Regions from separate parts of the Gossypium hirsutum genome. Here region 1 is linked to region 2. Evidence: chromatin contacts called from public Hi-C data. All regions are on one chromosome and are shown on one strand. Each heading gives the region's core, a stretch centred on a gene start, on an enhancer-like site or on the middle of the called end of the contact. The rest is flanking DNA. Distances are from core to core; before and after follow the strand shown. Region 1 holds the start of LOC107914411 (NAC domain-containing protein 72-like). Region 2 overlaps LOC107914189.

Evidence for each region. A called contact is a pair of places that touch in the nucleus more often than the background predicts.
Region 1: a contact with region 2 is called in a Hi-C map of leaf, with 2.9 times the contacts expected there. The contact joins the promoter of LOC107914411 here to the enhancer-like site in region 2. A contact is called at or near these places in 9 of 34 Hi-C or Micro-C datasets (anther, callus, leaf and 1 more).

What each region holds. Positions count from the first base shown.
Region 1 is chrD10:10,220,718-10,224,541 of Gossypium_hirsutum_v2.1, reverse strand. LOC107914411 (NAC domain-containing protein 72-like) reads right to left here and starts at 2,444. Exons shown (of 3, transcript NM_001327107.1): 1 at 2,053-2,444; 2 at 1,490-1,758; 3 at 105-954. The coding sequence starts at 2,326. The coding sequence ends at 238.
Region 2 is chrD10:10,088,674-10,092,370 of Gossypium_hirsutum_v2.1, reverse strand. It overlaps LOC107914189, which reads right to left. Exons shown (of 12, transcript XM_041103083.1): 12 at 3,546-3,697. Among protein-coding and RNA genes, the nearest start is that of LOC121222382, 14 kb to the left of the region's middle. Within about 2 kb of position 2,045, at least 1 of the 9 cell types and tissues checked has an H3K27ac peak or open chromatin away from gene starts, as enhancers often do. A contact at or near this core is called in leaf, where this site is marked.

The sequences.
Region 1 (3,824 bases), core at 1,195-3,694, 130 kb before region 2:
TTCCTTCAAAATCTAACAATATATGAGAGCTAAAGTGATAACAAAATCTATTCCTTATCCTTCCTTCAGTTAAATTGCAGCTACATACCCTATCTATCTAGCTAGCTAAACAGCAGCAAGAATTAATCACTCAAGGAATCAAACAACCTCATAATTAATGCCCTAAATCCCAGTAGAGAAATAAATACAAATTAGTAGCAACATATAGTAGATATAATATAAGCAATACTGCGGCGCCTACTTGAAAGGATTGTTATACTCCCTATTTGGTTCTGGGATTGGGTTCCACTCCCACAGCCGGTCCGAGAAGGCCGTTGGACTTGGAATTGCGCTGGGTAGTACGTTGAGGGAAAGCTGTTGCGGTTGTGCCTGTGATTGTGGGGGCAACGTAGAAAACTCCGATTGTGGTTGATGTTGTTGTTGATGGGGATGGGGATGATTTGTATTGTAGTATTGCTGCTGGTTCAATGCAACTTGTTGGTAGCTTACTAGTCTGTGGAGGTCGTCGACAACATTGGATGGAACAGAAGAAGAACCTACTGGGAAGAGAGTAGTCGAATTGGGGAGTAAAGAGCAGCAGCCTTGCTTTGACTGATTTAAGAACATTCCTTCCCCTTCCATTCCAGATGGCAACCCAAGTGTTGTGCTAATAGGAGGCATTGGACGGTACAGGTTCTGCTTGGAAAGTCCGAGAGCTGTTGTGACATCAGAAGTACTAGTACTGCTGTTTCCATCAGTTTCAGTTAACTTTTCAATCTCCATTTGTTGTGGTTGTCCTCCTCCAAAAGCTTGAAACCTTTCCATGGCTTGTTGAGCTGCCTCTTGGGGGTATTTCTTCTCTGACTGTTGTCCTCTCGATGACTCTGCTGACCGCCTAGTTGGTAGGCAACGGGGGAGTGATGGGTGATCTTCCACTCCAGGTCTCTTGTACACACGGCAAAGTGATATTTCAGCCTGAAAATCATATTATAGGGTGCTGGTGAAGAGAAGGACGAAGCTTTTTTCCATGGAAGATAAGGAGCCTCAACTAAATATTATTCGACATTGAGCATCGGTTACAGTTGTGACTCGGAAGCAGTAATAGTAGTATTCAATACATGTAATTAAGGTCATTTGGGAGTCATTCAATCTAAAGTTCATGCAGCTTCCTATCTATCTTTTGATAGAAACAAATTTTTAATAAATAAATCAATTAATAACAACAAAACTGGAAATCCATCTGTCAGTTATATTAGTACTATCTTATCTTTTTTGTCTTGCCCCAAAAGGAGCACAACCTTGCAATTATTCATTTCCTGACGGATCCAGCTGAGTACTAAAACTGAAACTTCTGGAACACTGAGCACCATTTTTAGACTTTGAATTTTCTAAAAGAGAAATTAGGGTTTAGGGAAAGGAGAACAAAGACGTGGATTGTATAAACCAAAAGGTTTTTCTGTAGTGCATCTGTATATATAGCAATATTGATGGTAAAGAGAGAGGCGTGTACCTTTTGGTAGCGTTCAGTTTCGTGGTGAGGCAAGCGATACTCGTTCATAATCCAACTGGTTCGGATACCTTTGGGAGCTTTTCCGGAGTAGAAGACTAGGGTTTTCTTGAGACCAATTGATCGAGAGTTCTCACCTCGAATCATGCGGTCAGCTCCCGTTGCCTTCCAGTAGCCGGATGTCGTAACACGATTAGGGCGATCCCCGTTTCTGTACTTTCGGTCTCTAGGCACATAGAAGAACCATTCTTTCTCTCCTATTGCTGCCAAGGCTGAGATTGGCCGCCCGGAGAATTCACATATATACACACACAACACCAAAGATGAATCACTGTGATTGTCCTATCTAGCCGAAACGGCTATTAATATTACAAATATGTATGTATGTATGTATGTATGTATGTATGTATGTGTGTGTGTGTGTGTGTGTGTGTGTGTGTGTGATTTAGGAAAATCGTTTTATACCATAAGATGGAAGCCCACGCATTTGAAGATTGATGAAGAAAAAAAAAACACAAGGAAAGAAATCAAGACTCAAGAGGGAAACTAAGGATTTGTAGTTTTACCGGGAAGCTCCCAAGGGTCATAGCGATATAGATCAAGAAAAGTAATGAGCTCCACGTTGAAGCGCTTGCCCTCAACCTTACGGCGAAGGTAAAACTCTACAAGTTCTTCCTCCGTAGGATGGAATCGAAAACCAGGCATGACCATGTCGTGTTCGTGTTCATCTTTGCTGTTGCTGCTGCTGCTCATGTTGTTGTTGTTGCGGTCGTCGACGACGTTAATGTTGGTATTATCGTTGGGGTCGTTGCTCATGATGGCTGCCGGTGGTATTGCCATAAACTAACTAACCAGAAACTATGTCAGCTCCGAGCTCCTACCCTCTTAGTTTAGACACTGAGAGCTTTGTATTTGAACAAATCGAGTAATGTAAGGTAAGTGGTGGTAGGTTAAATTTCCTCACTCTTTTATATTGAAGGTGAGGAGAAGACTGAGAAAATTAAAAAAGAAAAGAAAAGAAAGAGAGAGAGAAAATATGGAGGGGCGTGTTAAAAAGATCTACATAGCTTTCAGGCCCTACACTACATGGGAAACGGTACGCCTAAAGCTGTTTAAGATGGGAAAGTGACATGTCAAATAGACGACAGGGTGGCCACACCAAGTAGCAGAGAGCGGTGCCCTTGGACCTTTCTTCCTTTCAACCATAGAATTTCTATTTTCCCTTTTCTCTCGTTATAAAATTAAATAATTAGATTTAAGGTTATTATTTGATGTGCATTTCAACTCCATTCAGTAATTCATTGAGAAGAATAATAATAATAATTAAATCTCGAATTTTCATTCTTTAAACATATTTCATGGATAGAATGTTAGAATAAATTGTGATTTCATAATTTTAAAATATTAATTATTATAAAAATTATAAATAATACTTAACAAAAAAATTATAATAAAACTTAAAATCAAATCATCATATATAATACTTTAGCTTAAGAAAGTATTCGACAATATGATTATTAATAAAATTACAAACGAAAAGCAAAGCATTAAACATATACTCTTTGTTATTATCAATCGGTCCTTAACCAAGTATAATTAATAATAAATTTAGTATAAAAATTTAGAATAAATACCATATAATTTAGTTTTTTTTTATAATTGAGGAGGAGAATGGAGTTACTTGAGATCGAACTCAAGCTCTCATAACTACAACATAGTCCTCTTGCTATTAGGCTAAGAGTTCATTAGTAGGTCAAAATGTATAAAAAATTCTCTCCTCAATAAAAAAAATTTAGATTATTTAAACAAGATTAGTAAAATAATATATAATTATATTTGAAAAAAATAATATATGTACATACCTAAAATTAAAATGTTATTATTATTGTATAAAAAAAAACCTTTTAAACTTACATAATGTACAAGCATGTTTGAAAAACCATAAGATAATTGAATTTGATTGTAATTGCTTCAAATTCTCACCCTCTCTTAAGAATTGTAGACTACAATTCAGTGAGACCCATTAGTTAATTATAACGGTTACCCAAACAATGAACAATTTCAAGCAATTACATCTAAATTCAATTACTAGTTGTATTTCCACCATGTGTACTTGTTGGAATTTTTAAATATGTTTCTTGAACCAGGTGAAATTTAAAAAAAATTATTAACAATGTGTACTCGAGAAGAAATAAATTAAAAGAAGAAGAAGAAAACAATTAAGACTGCAAAATTTAACATAGCTTTATTCCCTAACCTTCCAACATTATTACACATCATCCAAAAAAGAAATCATGTGCACATTGTGTAAGTATAGAGGCAAATTCCAAATGTTAAG
Region 2 (3,697 bases), core at 796-3,295:
TTGATTGATTCATTTATTTTATTTGGTTGTTCTTCGTCTCTCTAGGTAACACTGGAACAAACTTTAGTTTTTTGTCATTGAATGTTACCTGAGACCTTGTTGTTGTTATTACGATCTTTTTAATGCAAAAGGGGTGAAGAAGGGTGTCTCAGATAATAAGGAAGAAAGCAGGCATCTCGTGATTCATACAAACACTCTCTCTCTCATAGTTGACTCCCACTACTTCCGCCCCTAATTACTCAAATCAAACAATGCTATTCTGTCCTTTTTTCTGCTCTCTTGGCTTTTGCATTTGAGAATTATGGTAAATTTTACCCTTTTTTCTTATTTTTACAGCCGCCCAACTCTCTTCTAAAATAACTATGTTACGTTAATATGGGGTGGGCATTACTAATAGTGTCATTTTTCATCTTTTATGGTAAATATATGTTCTGGAATTGTGGATATTCCTTTCAAACCAGAGTTATATAATATGTAGCTGGGTATTTTTAAAAATGGATTTATCATCAACTCCGTGATCCAGTTAACCAAATATTTGATTTCTTAAGACTATTCAACAACTTCATGTTTGTAAATTTTGCTTCACTTGTAGTAATGCAATGGTGGGAGATAAATAAAATTAAATATAAATTAAGAATCCCTTGAGATTTGAAGTTATAATATTAAAGTCAAGGCTAGGTTGGTTGTAAATTTATTTTTTAAAATTTGTTATCAATCTTCACTTTTACTTGTTTCATTTTTGTTTTTTTATGAAAATAAATGCTAAATATCTAATTATAATTTTAGATTTTTTATTTTTTATTTTTATTTTCCATTGCAACCTTATTATTAGTTGTTCAAAAAAATAGTAAATTTTAAGTTGGCTAATTAAATTCATAAATGAGGCAACACCAAAATACCAACAATCATGTAAGTGTTGATTCAACTGAAGTCTTAGTTTGAATAAGTTTTAAATTAATAAAGATGTGTATATAATAACATTTGAAGTGATGCTAATTAAATTTTGAGAGAATGGATGAGGGGTCCAACTCATCTCATCTTCTTATATCTCACACTACCACTACATACAAAACAGATCAAATATTGGTTGTGCAGTCATTTCATCGGATTCCAATTCTACATCTTTTTATTACCTTTTATGGCTTAAATCAAAATCCTCTAAGGAAAACCATTCCAAATCCTTAAAATTTTATTTTTGAATGAATTTTAAATAAAAAAATAACTTTAATTATTGCTCTATTCTTTTTCTTATTTCATCCAATAGTTTTCGAATATAATTGCAATTACAAAGCCACATCAACCATAATTAAACATTACAAAGCACAATTGAATCGGTAACCAATGAGACTCGAACTTGAGATTTTAAACTTTCCAATAAATTAAGGCCTCATTATTTGTAAGTTTATTTTTTAAAGAATGGTTATCAATGATAATTATGCTTTGCTTTTGTCTTCCCTTGTACTTTTTGTTTGTTTAATATCTTTTATACAAATACATGTTAAATATTTAATTATTTAATTATAATATTAACTTATATTTTAGTATTTTTTTTCCAGCAGAAATAACTAATTAATTTTACATAAAATAATCATTTCAAAATTAAAATATAACTAAATTGAAGTTAAATATTTATTTTTTATGAAAAAATTAAATATATTTAACTTTATAGCACTTCAATATAAATAGTTAATTTTTTTATTATTTTGTAATTAAAAACAAATAAACTAATAAAAAGTACTCATAATTCCTCCCCAACTCATAAATAAGAGGATAATGTGCTCTAGCATATTCGAACCCACATCCTCTTGTATTGACAATAATGATATGCCAATCGAATTAAGACTCAATCGACAATAAAATATATTTATTGATTGTTCTAAAATTATTAAATAATATTAAAAAACTAAAATTAATAAAAATAAAAATAAAAACATACACATCATTTCTTGTAAAATTAAAAACTCGACTGAGAATAGTATGTACACAAAATAAAGGAAAAGGTGGCCAAACATGGGTGAAGTACCGAAACCATTAAACGTTAAGACAACCTATAATAAACGTGGACCATAAGCTGTGATGGGCATTCACTAGAATAGCACGGCCTACCTTCTACATTTTGCCACCTACTCCTATACTTTTCGTACTGCTTTTTTTTTTTTCAGGATAATTGCTTTTCACAATGTTTTTATAAGTAAATAATTTAACCATTATTCTTTTATTAATTTAATTTTTTTAAATTAAATTTGACTATTAAAATAAGAGTGAATTGCTTTTCTTTAACAAAAATATTAACTAAATATTAATTTTTTAACAATGATAACGTAACAATTTATATGAAAGTTTGTGTCTACTTCATGTTACATGATACTATTTGCCTTATAACAAATAATTTAAATATTATAAAAATATTCAATTCAAAAATTTAAAAAGTCCAAAATCCAAAAATATATATGTCTCATAAAAATTTTTTAAAAAATAACATAAAGAAATAGTATAAAGTACACGTGAATTGTCATACAAGTTATCATGTTTAAAAAATTAACGTTTTTCTCAATATTTCTGTTAAAATAACAATATTTCAACTCTTGTTAAAAGATTAATGATCAAATTCAATTATTTTTAAAATTTTGATAAAAAATTCAACGCTTCTTAAAAAATTGATAGCTAAATTGACAAAAAAATAATAATAAAAGTTAAATTAATTTTAATCCGTTTAATATGCTTAAATTTGATATTTAATTTTTATATTTTAATTTTAACATAATTTGCTCTTTATATATTTATAATGTTATTAATTAATTCAAATAGATAATATCATTAACTTTTCAATTAAAATGTTATACAATTATATATAATTTGAAAGTAAATTTTAAATCCAAAAAGTAAAGGGATTAAATTCTTGAAAATAAAAATACGATGTTTTAAATTTCAAATGTACAAAAAGACTTGAAATCATGGTTGTTTTAACCAAATCATATTGATTGAAATATCAATCCAAAAAGAAACATTAGATCGGTTGACCCGCAAATCGGTAGACTTATAGAATATTTTCCTATCTTTTTATAATTTTTAATAATTTATTTAATTAAACAATACAATTAATGACTTTACCGATTCGACCACCGATTTGGTTATGAAAACGTGACTTGGAGTATATTTTAATATTTAAATTTTTACTTTATAATTTAACACAAACAAATCATCAATCCAACGCAAAGAGGAAAAAACCATACTAATAATAGTTATTTTCTTTCTTTTTCACCATCTTTCTTCCATATTTCCATGCATTTAATAATAATCATGAAGTCCAATTGAAGATAAGATAAAAATAAACGAGGGAATCATAACAATAGTTGCATCTTCTGATAATATAAGATCATACGGAACTTTTAATAAACGTGCGTGAGCACCACTTAACACTCTCAGTTACGTGTAGCTCAAACATGGGTAATGTAGGAAGAATATAACAAAACCTAAGTTCTTATGCATAGACAACTCACACAAATACAGCCTTATAAAAAAAGTATTCTAACCGATATAGCATGTGTTATTAACTGTAAAATTTTTAAATAAATATACAACACTGTAAAAAGAATTATTACATGGAGAAACAAGAGTACAAATAATTTGATATAAATACACCCAAAATACATGGATTGTCAAATCTAGACAAGTAGAAATAGCAATGAAAAGAAGA